Regions from separate parts of the Mus musculus genome. Here region 1 is linked to region 2. The links are chromatin contacts, called in public HiChIP or PLAC-seq maps. All regions are on one chromosome and are shown on one strand. The core of a region is the stretch at or near the end of the contact, and the rest is flanking DNA. Distances in the headings are between cores, read along the strand shown.

Evidence for each region. HiChIP or PLAC-seq counts read pairs in DNA pulled down with a chosen protein or histone mark.
Region 1: an H3K27ac HiChIP or PLAC-seq map of neural progenitor cells shows a contact between it and region 2, with 7 times the contacts expected there. The contact joins the promoter of Tmem200a here to the enhancer-like site in region 2. A contact is called at or near these places in 10 of 39 promoter capture datasets (the 3T3-L1 cell line, cancer-associated fibroblasts, cranial neural crest and 6 more), 1 of 15 datasets of contacts at CTCF or cohesin (the NIH/3T3 cell line), 3 of 484 Hi-C or Micro-C datasets (the N1E-115 cell line, nephron progenitors and tail fibroblasts), 7 of 115 datasets of contacts at active chromatin or transcription factors (craniofacial prominence, embryonic limb bud, embryonic midbrain and 4 more) and 4 of 9 other capture datasets (adipose tissue, embryonic stem cells, liver and 1 more).

Annotation. Positions count from the first base shown.
Region 1 is chr10:26,074,807-26,081,642 of GRCm38.p6, reverse strand. It overlaps Tmem200a (transmembrane protein 200A), which reads left to right and starts at 2,680. Exons shown (of 3, transcript NM_001358814.1): 1 at 2,680-2,807; 2 at 3,324-3,505. It overlaps Gm9767 (predicted gene 9767), which reads right to left and starts at 3,388. Exons shown (of 1, transcript NR_028030.2): 1 at 2,196-3,388.
Region 2 is chr10:25,788,287-25,795,117 of GRCm38.p6, reverse strand. 4930401C15Rik (RIKEN cDNA 4930401C15 gene) reads left to right here. Exons shown (of 5, transcript NR_045349.1): 3 at 6,266-6,417. Among named protein-coding and RNA genes, the nearest start is that of 4930401C15Rik, 46 kb to the left of the region's middle. Within about 2 kb of position 4,712, at least 38 of the 459 cell types and tissues checked have an H3K27ac peak or open chromatin away from gene starts, as enhancers often do. A contact at or near this core is called in the N1E-115 cell line, neural progenitor cells and tail fibroblasts, where this site is marked.

The sequences.
Region 1 (6,836 bases), core at 1,431-3,930, 290 kb before region 2:
AGAAAATCAAAAAGGACATTTTCTCATTTGACTTTCTCTTTCTTGGCCCCTGCTTTGAAATGTAACAGGGCTGCCAGAGCTGTAGCGCAGGGGCTTTCAGACTATCTATCAGTTTCACAGTATGGTCAAAGTCATTCAGGCCAAAGTTTAACAAGGAATCCCCTTTCCATTTCTGATTTCATGTTCATGCTGGGGTCCTTCTTCTGAGGTCCGAGGACAATACAGTCTGTGTTTGTGGCAAAAGCGGGTTAATTTCACCCAAACTGTCTAGTAGTTTTTCCTCATAGCCTTATATCTGATCTACTTAAAAATACCTTGAAGGACTGGAGAGATTGATCAGTGATTAAAAGCACTTGGTGCTTTCCCAGAAGACTCAAGTTCAGTTTCTAGTACTCACGTTGGGCATCTTATAATTACATGTAACTCTAGCTCCTGCAACCTGGCCTCCTTGTCCTACTCCCACGGACACCTGTACACATACAGGCTCACAATATACATGTTATTTTTAATTGTAAAATCCCAAGTATCATACTTTTTCATTCCAGAGTATCTTTGCTTAATCCATTAAAATTCCTTGCCCCTCAGCATTCCTTGCTTGTATATTTATACTGTACTAGGTGAAATGCTGACCTTCATGGAAATATTTTCTCATTACTTCTTTATATCAGAGGGAAAGTTCTCTTTCCTTTTATTCCCATAGCATTAAGCAAGTTTGGTGAGTGGGTGTGTGCTCAATCGAATGTACTGAATATATAACAAGCCAGAAGAATTTCATATATTATTTTAACTTATAATAATGTTAGGTATTTTTTCTGCTTAAGAAACAAGAGAAATTATACTCAAAAGTCCTTCAGGCTTCAATTAGAGAGAACAGTGCTTTCTCTTTATTCTGTACTCATGTAACATTTAGAATGGACTTGTTTTAATGGAAACTGTATACATCTCAAAACAGCAGACTCAAAAATAATTACGTGTAAAACACAGGTAGCTTTTACCCCCCAAATAGGGAATAGTTGATTCCCATCCATTACACCAGAGTGGATATAAAGCCACTAAATCCAAAATCCATTACTGACATGATATGCTCACTGGGCTCTTTCCAGATGGAAAATATTGGCCATTAGCAAAGATTAAATAATTTACCTGAGCTTGCCTGGAACACTAAGAGCCAGAGGGGGACTGATGAATATCTTCTTGGGAGGTTGCTTAGACTATAGAATGGCAGATAACCCTCAATTTACAAGGCTATTTACTACTGAATTTTTCTGACTAGTAGTAATTATTTTAAAAATAAAATATGTTGATGATGTTATCTAGTTCACCTTCTTCCTTCTTCTTTGACTGAATAACTGGAATATAAGTTCAGATTGGTAATTGTGATCAGTGGTGATAAGAATGAGTCTAGATCTTTTCCCGAAGTCTTTCCTCATCAGCCTCTCTTTGAAGACTGCCTGGACATGTGATGCCTGTGATGTCTGGATTGCCATTTTAAATGTTTCCCTGTACATTGTAGACACTGTGCTACATTAAAAGAGCAGGATGGGAGGAACCTATTACCCACCCCTTTACAAGTCAGGAAGGCTTGCTAGGAAGTGTGTTCTCTTGGGAGCTTTGAGGAGAAAGGAAGAGTCAGGGCATTCTTGTACAACGAGTAGAACCTTACTAGGCTCACACGATTAATAAGGTTCCTTGACAAATGTGCTAGAAAACCTCAGAGAACTGATCAAATGGCTTTGGGCCAAGAGAACTAGCCACATGAAGGTGGAAGGAAAAGAAAACCACAGATGGCTTACAAGGTGACTCATTTCTCCTACCCCATCCCATCTACTTTCTTTCTTTTTTTCTTTTTTTTTTTTTTTTAAGCATTTGGTCCTGAAATTTCAGAAAAAGTATTTAACCTCCATACTGAAGCAAGATTTTTTTTTTAAAACCACTATTGCCCGTTTTTACAGTCTTTCTCCATTGCCAGTGTCATCTTAATGACCTGTCTGGCCTCTACGGGTTGCCTTATTTTCTTGAGTCTAGATTTTTTCCCCACAGAATCCAGTAGCTGACACATTGAAATAGATACACACCAGAGCAGAATATTTGCCTCTTGCCTATGAGTTAAAAAAAAAATCCAAGAAACTCATGGATTTACAAAACCATAGCTCAGCTACGGTTGCTGTACACTGCACACTCCAACGCAGTAATTTGAATACGAAACTTTATTTACTGACTTGATCTTCAGCCAGAGTGGGCGCTTTGGTCCCTTGCAGAATTGCACGTGACTATTATTTCAATTATTTCATTCTATGGACAGGACATGTTTTTTTTTTTCTCACTGATAATTTTTGGTAACTTGAAGCCTTCATTGGATTTGATATCTGGAGCTTAGCCTCAGACTCATCATCTTAGGATACAATTAGCCCCTGCCCCTCACAACCCCATGCCCAGAACCCTTCCCAACCAGTCTGCTCTACTGGAACTAACTTCCCAGCAGCTTAAACCCTCTGAGGGCTAGGAGTGCAGTATCTCTTGGGGGTCCAGGTCTGACTTTGTTAGCACAGCACTCGTGCAGCCGCCAGGGGGACCCCGACCCTCCCAGGCTGCATCTGATAAGAAAGCATCCGAGGGGCGTGGAACCGAGGGGCCTATGGATCCTTCTTCCAGAAAATACAGAGTCCGCCGGGGATCCCCAGTTCTTATTGAGACAGGAGGGGCAGGTATCTCCCGTTCTGGAACTCGCGTCCGACGGTGATGAGAAGCGAGTGGGTGTGTCCGCTTCCGCCCGCTGGCCTTCAGATGAAGCAGATCGCCTGGAAGCGGTACTTTGTTCCCCAAATGGGTTTTGTATGGGCGCCATCCCGGCGCTAGAAGTACAACTTTGCAGCCAGGGCGCCGGGTAGCTGGGTTGGGGTCCGGGGGGAAGGGTGGGTCCTGCACGCAGCTCTTGCACAGCTTGGCGACTGGGCCGGCGGAGTTCCCACGGGTCGTGGGCGGCGGTGCGATTAGCACCGTCTGGGTCCCCGGCTGCTGGCGACGCTCCGGGAAGCCCGTCCCGCCCTCGCCCCCGATCCTCCTCTTGGCGGCTTCGGGGGCTAGAATTCATCAGGAACCAAGCCCAAAACTTTCCCTCGAGCCCCGCATTCCTTTTGTCTTTCTTGGCGGCGGCGGAGACGCCTTAGCTGCGATCTTTTGCCCTGGCCTCGGTCACCGGTACCCTAGAAGGATAGGGGCTGCGCTCGTCCGATGGCGGCGGCCGCGTCCCCCAGATGCGCGAGTCAGGGCGCCCGCACCCCGGCCTGACTCATCTTCCTTTGGTGACCGCACCGCGTCCTCAGCCGGAGCCCCACGGGGATGGGGAGTGAGACCGTGGCTGCCCGCAGCTGCCCAGATTCCTCCTGACGCCCCCGACCCCGCCGCCTCCCTCGCTGGTCCCCGGAGGCGCACGCTGTCGCGACAGCTGTGAGAGCGAAGAGCCCGGAGAGGCCACCGGAGCCCCGAGACCAGGCGCTCAGGACAGGTGAGTGGACCACCAGGGTGCTGCGGGGCGTGCAGAGGTGGGTGGGCGAGCCCTGCAGCTGTACCCCGGGTTTCTGAAACCCCTTCTCCTCCCCTCCGCTTTAGCCCGCAGAGTTAGGGGAAACAATGACTCCCAAAGTTTGGGGGAATGAACCAAGTCCTCCATCAGTTCCAGACTTCTTGGTCTCCAGAGTACAGGAGAGGTGGTGCGGGGCAGCCTGTGAGCAGCCGGCTTCTGAGAGCGCCTGGCTTCGCGTCTTGGAGCTACACCCTCCTTTGTCTAAGGTTCCAGAGTCAGCAATCTTTGTGAGGGTCTACGGCGTTAATTTATGGTAGACAAAAGTGTGAACAGGGTTCCCTAGATCAGTATTTCAGTGTGATCCTACCTGCATAAGCAAAACGAAGAGGGGTAATTGTCTATAGGCTTCAGCACGACTCTCCTCCCCACAGACTGCCTAAGAAAGGACTCGTAAGATTTGCTTCACTAATTGTTTTGCAATAATTGCGTGTTCACGCCAACACTATGCATTATGAAGGCTTGGGCATTCTATGTTTGCTGCTTTTGTTATTTTGGAATGTGTGTGTGTGTGTGTGTGTGTGTGTGTGTGTGTACACGAAACAATTCATTTTTTACCCTAGGCATCGATAACGTCAGAAGAAAAGACAAATATGTAGATATAGTTAAGTAACTAGAATCATTCCCCATTTGTTAACTATATGCAGATATAAATGAGCTAAAGGTTCAGTCCCTGTGTTTTTCAGTCTGGTGTTTTTCAAAACTAAGTAACCCTGGCTTACCTGGTCTTTTTTTTTTTTTCTGAAGACCTTCAGTGGTTGACAGCAGATACCATTTCAAGAATCGGTAAATGCAATTTGTATTGAACTATTTCCTTCTTGAAGTCAGACGAAGTTGCATAGCGTTTTGTGCATAGATGGTACCCGAGGTGCTAATGCTCTTTCCTTTATCGGTGTGCCATTCGCTGCGTGATGAAAACATGAAATGACCTTTGGTTTCTTACTTGACTGTTGGCACCACGGCATCTTACTTTGACTGAAAAGTAGGCTGCATCTTAAAACTTTTTAAGGCTCACTTTATTTCCATGCTGCTGTTTGCCCACACTGGAGCATCTGCTGGTAGTTTTGTGCCTTTCAAACAGCTGAAATGAGGAACCCGTGCACTTCTAAAAGGAAAACAGTGCTTCCAAGAAGTGGAAACTGACCCTTAATACTTCATGCAATTTAATGCTGCATTTTGAAGTTTAAAAAATATCTACTAAGGTGTTAATAACTTTTCTTTAACATTTCCACTAGATACCTCATAATTATGAGATAATTTGTAACCAGGGCTATAATTATCTTTGTATCTAGGCTGGGAAAGCCTTCAGTAAGGAGAGAGCTGCTGTGTAGGAAGGCTCAGAATGATAATTCCAGGGGATTGGCACAGAGTGACTTAACCTGTTGCTTCCTAGGCCTGTCTAGGTAAAAACAAAATGTCCATATGACACTTGGAATCAGAAAGAGTTGGACACCCAGGAGCGTCACTGTGAGAACAGTTGTTGTCCTTGTCATTTTAAGATAGTGCAATTTTTAGAGATGCTTTTGAATGTGCCAAGAGTTAGATTGCTACATTTGGACTTTTATAGTTTCCAGACTTTGACAATGGCTTTTTGGATGTAAAGTCGACTTCTGACATCTGGAGCAGCAAATCTGAACTGATTGGCTAACCTTATTCTCACCAAGACGGCATAAAGAATAAATAAAGGAATTCACGTGTTGCTGTGGAAATAAGAACCTGAACAAGCACATGTCACCTGACATTTCTTAGGAAAATGGGATTTAAAAATGTATTCACAGGAAGGTGATGGTCCTTACCTTGTTTATGAAACAGAATGTAGGATTTAAAAGATGAGGCAGTTTAAAAATAAAGTTTATGAAGTGTTTCTCTCCCTAAATAGTAGACAGTGCAGGCAGTAGTTATGAAGCAGAGACTATTAAGAAAAAGAACTTGTGTAAGGGGCAGATAAACAAATCTGAGATGAGAAGAATTCTTTAAGTTTTCCAGGTCTATGACACTCGTAGTTTTATCAAGTGCCTGTCCCTGGACTGAAGGTGGGCTTTGTCTGCTAGTGTCTGAGTGCCCAACCACTCAGAACACAATGGTGAACACTTACTGAGATGTTCTGCAACAGTGGACACCCAGCAGGAGCTAGGCTAGTGAGGAAGAGTCTGGTAAACACCAGATTTCGATGTGAGGTGAACACCGGGAGACAGGTGCAGACTCAAGGCCAGCAGATCCCAACTGGCACTGCTTGAAGGTTGTCATCTTGACTTAGCTACTGATTATGTAGCCCTGAATAAAGTCAGTTAGCCTTTCTAGTACCTGATGTTCTCATTTGCAGAATGACTTTAGATTGAAGACATAATGCTATGTGAGGAGTTCTGGTGGAATTGAGGATAACGAAGATCAGAATGTGGGCCGAGTTCAGCTTGGGCATGTTAGGGCTGGAGGGAGGCAGGATTTAAGATTGCTTGCTGTGGGGAAAGGAAAACAATCTAGCCTGGGGCGTGTGGTCCATCGAGGTGATCCCACTTGACAGTAAAATCAAATAACAAATAGCAACTTTCACTCTGAGCTTGGTAGTTTTTCATGGGTTTTCACCAATAATAGCAATTGATTTTCCTAACAACCCCCAGTGGTAATTAGAGCGGAAAGGTGCTGAAGGCCAGACTGATGCTACAAAACATGTTAGCAGAGTGTCCTCCATTGCCTCTCTGCACCACAGATGGAGATAGAAAAGAGGCTAAGCATGCCTTGGAAACCCCTGAGTAAAGGAGGGGGAGGGGAAGGGAGGGGAGGGAAGTAGAGGGGAGGGGAGAAGAGGGGAGGGGAGGGGAGGGGAGGAGAAGGAAGCTTGATGTCTGAGGATTGAACTTTTTAGCAAAAACTTTATGCATTCTGGAAGACAAATATATAATTATGCAGTTGAGAACCTCTGAGATGGCTTGGATTCTGACCTTTGGGTTGAATCTGGTTGCTCCTGTTTCCTCTTCAACTTAACACCCCTCCCTTTCCTGAGTGGGAAGTTGCATGTCACTGAGTTCTTGACAAGACTTCTCTAAGAATTCTGAGTGCCCTGTTAAAAAAAAAAAAAAAAAAAAAAAAAAAAAGGAAATGGCTACAAAGAAGTATGTAGAGGGGAGGACCTTTGGGCCAAGGCACTGTTGGTAGGATATATAAGAGCAAGTTATTCTTTGGAAACTTTATAACCAGAGGGGAAATTACAAAGAAAACCCAGGAATGTAGCAGAGTCAAAAGATGAGGAATCTTAGAT
Region 2 (6,831 bases), core at 3,463-5,962:
AAAAGAAGAAGTCAAAATATCACTTTTTGCAGATGATATGATAGTATATATATAAGTGACCCTAAAAATTCCACCAGAGAACTCCTAAACCTGATAAACAGCTTCAATGAAGTAGTTGGATATAAAATTAACTCAAACAAGTCAATGGCCTTTCTGTACACAAAGGATAAACAGGCTGAGAAAGAAATTAGGGAAACAACACCCTTGTCAATAGTCACAAATAATATAAAATACCTTAGCGTGACTCTAAGGAAGTAAAAGATCTGTATGATAAGAACTTCAAGTCTCTGAAGAAAGAAATTAATGAAGATCTCAGAAGATGGAAAGATCTCCCATGCTCATGGATTGGCAGGATCAATATAGTAAAAATTGCTATCTTGCCAAAAGCAATCTACAGATTCAATGTAATCCCCATCAAAATCCAACTCAATTCTTCAAGGAATTAGAAAGAGCAATCTGCAAATTTATCTGGAATAACAAAAAACCTAGGATAGCAAAAACTCTTCTCTAGGATAAAAGAACCTCTGGTGGAATAGGCATGCCTGACCTAAAGCTGTACTACAGAGCAATTGTGATAAAAACTGCATGGTACTGGTATAGTGGCAGACAAGTAGGCCAATGGAACAGAATTGAAGTTCCAAAAATGAACCCATACACCTATGGTCACTTGATCTTCGACAAGGGAGCTAAAACCATCCAGTGGAAAAAAGACAGCATTTTCAACAAATGGTGCTGGCAAAACTGGCAGTTATCATGTAGAAGAATGCGAATTGATCCATTCCTATATCCTTGTACTAATGTCAAATCTAAGTTGATTAAGGAACTCCACATAAAACCAGAGACAGTGAAACTCATAGAGGAGAAAGTGGGGAAAATCCTCGAAGATATGAGCACAGGGGAAACATTCCTGAATAGAACAGCAATGGCTTGTGCTGTAAGATCCAGAATTGACAAATGGGACCTCATAAAATTGCAAAGCTTCTATAAGGCAAAAGACACTGTCAATAAGACAAAAAGGCCACCAACAGATTGGGAAAGGATCTTTACCTATCCTAAATCAGATAAGGGACTAATATCCAATATATATAACAAACTCAAGAAGGTGGACTCCGGAAAACGAAATAGCCCCATTCAAAAATGGGGCTCAGAGCTAAACAAAGAATTCTCCCCTGAGGAATACCGAATGGCTGAGAAGCACCTGAAAAAATGTTCAGCATCCTTAATCATCAGGGAAATGCAAATCAAAACAAACCTGAGATTCCACCTCACACCAGTCAGAATGGCTAAGATCAAAAATTCAGATGACAGCAGATGCTGGCGAGGATGTGGAGAAAGAGGAACACTCCTCCATTGTTGGTGGGATTGCAAGCTTGTACAACCACTCTGGAAATCAGTCTGGCAGTTCCTCAGAAAATTGGACATAGTAATACCGGAGGATCTCACAATACCTCTCCTGGGCATATATCCAGAAGATGTTCCAACAGGTAAGAAGGACACATGCTCCACTATGTTCATAGCAGCCTTATTTATAATAGCCAGAAGCTGGAAAGAACCCAGATGCCCCTCAACAGAGGAATGGATACAGAAAATGTGGTACATTTACACAATGGAGTACTACTCAGCTATTAAAAAGAATGAATTTATGAAATTCCTAGGCAAATGGATGGACCTGGAGAGCACCATCTTGAGTGAGGTAACCCAATCACAAAGGAAATCACACAATATGTACTCACTGATAAGTGGATATTAGCCCAGAAACTTAGGATACCCAAGATATAAGATACAATTTGCTAAACGCATGAAACTCAAGAAGAACAAAGACTAAAGTGTGGACACTTTGCCCCTTCTTGGAATTGGGAACAAAACACCCATGGAAGGAGTTACAGAGACAAAGTTTGGAGCTGTGACAAAAGGATAGACCATGTAGAGACTGCCATATCCCGGGATCCATCCCATAATCAGCTTCCAAATGCTGACACCATTGCATACACTAGCAAGATTTTGCTGAAAGGACCCAGATAGAGCTGTCTCTTGTGAGACTATGCCGTAGCCTAGCCAACACAGAAGTGGATGCTCACAGTCAGCTATTGGATGGATCACAGGACCCCCAATGGAGGAGCTAGAGAAAGTACCCAAGGAGCTAAAGGGGTCTGCAACCCTATAGGTGGAACAACAATATGAACTAACCAATTCCCCCACTTCCCCGGAGCTCGTGTCTCTAGCTGCATATGTATCAGAAGATGGCCTAGTTGGCCATCATTGGAAAGAGAGGCCCATTGGTCTTGCAAACTTTATATGCCTCAGTACAGGGGAATGCCAGTGTCGAGAACGGGATTTGGTATGGAGGGGAGTGGGTGGGAGGGTATAAGGGACTTTGGGATAGCATTTGAAATGTAAATGAAGAAAATACCTAATAAAAATAATAATAATTTTTAAAAAAGAATTAAAAAAACCTTCATATACATACTATTCACATTCACCCTCTGCATGCACACCACACACCACATATACCACACACACATCCAAACACGTGCACTCAGACACACACCACTGAAAAATGTAACATTCAGCTTACTGTCTTTCCCTGGTTAGCTAATTATATGAATCAAGCTTTTAATAGGTATACATGAGAACTTTCAAAAGAATAAAGAAATGTAACCCTCTATTTCCATGAATCTCTACTCATTATAGAAACAGACTCCCATCTAGAAGGCTGTTTGCTTTCTCTGCTGAGATGTGCATGGCACCTCGTGCTGCATGGTTTTGATATGGGACTTACGTCATCTGTCCTCCTGGTTGTCAAATAAGATAGATCTGTAGAGACTTAACCCAGTGATATAAGAAATATCCAAATCCTGGGGAGCAGAATTGGACACTTTAAGATCTTCTAGTGTTACTTTCAACTCATACTTCCTAATCACCTGAAACCCACTCACAGGTTTCAAATAGACACCGTGAAGAGCAAAGGGCATGAGCAGAATTAAAGGGAAAGATGTTCACTGTGAAGCCACAACTGTCGCTCTAGCTGTACCCTCTGATGCAAGTTCAATCTTTACTGTGTGTACTTGTATACCTTCCAAACTGATAGGACATTTGCTAGATTCACTATTTTTTCCAGCATCTTTCCCCCTCAACAGATGTGATGCCCACAGCTTATAGTTTGGGAACAGTGTGGTTAAAATAATCCTATTCTTTAAAAATCTACCCAAGTCTTGCATTTTACAACACATCTTGAACATCAGACCTACAAGTATAACAAAACATTTCTTTTTTTTTTTTTTTTTTTTTGGTTTTTCGAGACAGGGTTTCTCTGTGTAGCCCTGGCTGTCCTGGAACTCACTCTGTAGACCAGGCTGGCCTTGAACTCAGAAATCCACCTGTCTCTGCCTCCCAAGTGCTGGGATTAAAGGCATGCGCCACCACCGCTCGGCAAAACATTTCTTTTTATAGCTGGGTATTTTACATCTATAATCCAAAAGGAAAAAAAAAACCAATTAGGTGTGCTTGGTTAAGGATGAATTTTCCCCTGGCAGCTAAAAATAAAATACAATATACAAATTATTAACATTAATTTAACACCATTATCATTTCAGTGGCCACTTTGTCATTGGTGACAACCACTGAGAGGAGAGGTGAGTGCCCACAAGGACTGGTAGCAGACCCTGTTGCTGGAGATCAACATCTCTTCCCCACTTTGGGGCACTACACTTTTTCCACTAAGCTGCACAAGTATATAAGTTAATTGCTGCTCACAAAAATCACCACCTTTAATTGGAGAACCACTGCCCCAAAACAAACAAACAACCAAAACAACAACACCCTAGGATAACCTGCAAAGAGCAAAGTTTTCTTTTGGCTCACAGTTTTGGAGTTTCCAGTCCATAGTTAGATGGGCCCATTGCTTTGGGCCTCTGGTGGCTGTGACAGAGGAGAAGGGTATGGAACATGGGTAAAATGAACCGTTTACTTCATTGCCCGAAAGCAACCAAGAGATGACAGGACCCTGCCATCCCCTCTAAGAACACACCTCTCTCACTAGCCTCAGCCCAAGGTTCCATCACCTCCCATTTGCACCAAAGAAGATAAGGCCTTTAACACATGGATATCTGGGGGAGCATCAGAACCCAAACCACAGAGGCCCACAGAACTGTTAGTTATAATACATGTTAGCATTCTGCATCTCCTTCTTTCATACTGTACTAATGGTACCAAGACTGATTCCTGAACCCAAATCATGAACAATACTTAAAACACTAGTTCAAGACCCATCCTCAAACCAGCAGAACCAGGACACTAGGGGGTCTGATCCAGCCACCAGTTTGTCAAGTGATTCTGATGAATTATTCATCTTGGAAGCACCATCTGCACTCTGTGAATGAATTCCTAGTCTGTGTCCATCCCCAGATCCCCGAGGAGCAGGGAGGGAGCAGGAAGCTGTCACAGCCAAAGTATGTTCTAAAAACAGAAAGTTTCATTCCTTTGATATAACTAGTTCCCATTTCCTCTGCTTTGTTTCATAGTTAATCAAAATTGTCCTAGTCATCCAAAGTATTTGGTGTCTGCTGTTGCATAACAAATTCTGAAAACTTAGAAGTTTTTTTTTCTGAGTGTTAGGAGTCTGGGAAACTTGGCTGAGTAGTTCAGGCTCTGGCTCTCATCAAAATGTCAATGGAGGCACATCATCGCTTCTGGCATATTCAATTGGCCAAAGAGAATAACCCTTGTTCGGTTAGGGAAGGACCCATATGAGTGTGGGTGAAGCCAAGGAGTGGGGAATCAATGGGGACCATTTGGGGCTTGTTGTTGTGCTGAAATAGGAAACCTTATGATCTTTTCAACTGTTTTCCCCTCTGCCATATACAACCCATTGTAAGACTTCCCTACTGCGAGAATGCAGTGTTTCCCAAGCTTGTCTTCTTATAGTCCAAGTGAGGCAGCCCTGACCACCCTCTGTCCCACTCTTTTCTTCATGCCTGAGCTTCTTCAGATACTCCTTCCCACAGCTGAGTAACAAAGCTACAAATCAGACCCACTCAAAACACTCTCAACAGGTCTCTCTGTTAAGAGCAAAATGGAAATCCTTCCCATGGCATCAAAGTCCCCTGTCCCCCGAGTACCATTCATTATCCCGGATCACTTCTCACCCTAACTCTGCATCCTCCAACACAGCTACTGAGGGCACACCTCCCCAGGAATCTTCAGGCTCTGTTCCTCTTAGGACTCCTTTCAGATCTCCTATTCTTCTTTCTGTTCCAATGCCCAAACCAAATGCTGTTTCTTTCTAAGCACTTCAGTCAGAATATTTTGTTCCTTTTCCGATATTGAAGTAGTTGCAATTGTAGTTAGCTGTTTCTGGTATAATTTTTCACAATCAGAGTCTTGTCTCACCAGGTGATGTGTTTTAATCCTTATAATGTAAAACAATGTAATACCAGAGTTCATCGAAGCATATAATTCCAGCAAGCCTTTTCACATCAAGGAAATGATTCACCCTATTTTCAACAGTATAAAAGAAAGAACTAGGAAGAACTGCAACAGTCTCTTTTAGACACTCCTCCTACCAAGCCTCCAGTTGGAAACACTGCCTCTTGTACCATTGTTCTTCATAATGTTTTCCGTTTGAAAGGCTTTCCTCAGGACAGGTGATGACCTTTTGATGCAATACAGAGTACAAGGTGTGCAGGTGTGCATAGATGTGCAAGTCCTAGCTAGGGAAAAATGTCAACTTGGCTGAGTGGAAGCCTCACAGGTTATCATGAGAAGAGTACCCTGGGAGGTCTATCTGGGGGTTAGCCTCAGGTGAACAACTGTAGGCTATTTGGATGCATTGATGGGGGACATGATCAAAGCAAGTGTGGCAGACCAAATGAAAGAGAGTTTCTAGAGGACAGGGAAGACACGGCATATAGTTTAATTGTGATATAAGAACAAAGGGCTCACGTGACGCTCAGGTGAAGACTTTGTACCTGTGGATCTGAACAGATGTTCAGTAGTCAGCAAGAGAGACATCTGCGAGCTTTATCTTTTCACAACTTGGTGCTAGCATTAGTGCTGTGTTAGAAGCAGGACCACGGGGCCTCTCAGGAAATTACATTGACCTTTTAGGATAAATGAATAGGCTCAAAATTAGATTCTTACACCAACTGACTAAAGGAAAAAGCTATTAAACTGTCAGGCCAGAGCTCAGAGTGGTATTTTATGAATTAGCATGATTCATCTTTCCAGTGAAAGGATCTGACCGAGAGTCATTTCCGCTGCTTCTCAGGATCTTCTCAGGATCAGATACTGGGCGGAGAAGTAGAGCCAGAGTGATTCACGGTGGAGATCAGACTGGACATCTAAACACTAAGTGCATACTCCTGTCATCCGATTCACCCAGACAGCATGCAGTTTTCCTAAATCCACTTGGTCTTTCTGGTAAATATTTAAAATGTCACTTTATAGGTGAGTTTAGTGATTTAGATATACAGAATATAGTCACATATGAAAGAGAATGTAACCCTTTGCAGCTGGCATCCCTTGTGGTGGCCTGACACAGGAACATGGTTTGTGGAATTAAAGAAGTGTCATTCTTAGGTGGGAATATTACATTCAAGTACTGACTGAGAAACAGTCAGTGAAATATAATATAATCATAGAGAGCTTTTGTAAACATTAGTACTTGGACACTCTTAAAAGGGGCAAGGATTTTCCTAGGCCACAGACGTATACATTCATTCGTTTATACTATTGCCTGTTTTCTGTTTCCAAAGACAACCAGGAGTGTTGGAATGAGTATCCTAGAGAGTGGCTGATAAGATAACTGAGCTGCTCTAAAAGAGGACACCTCAC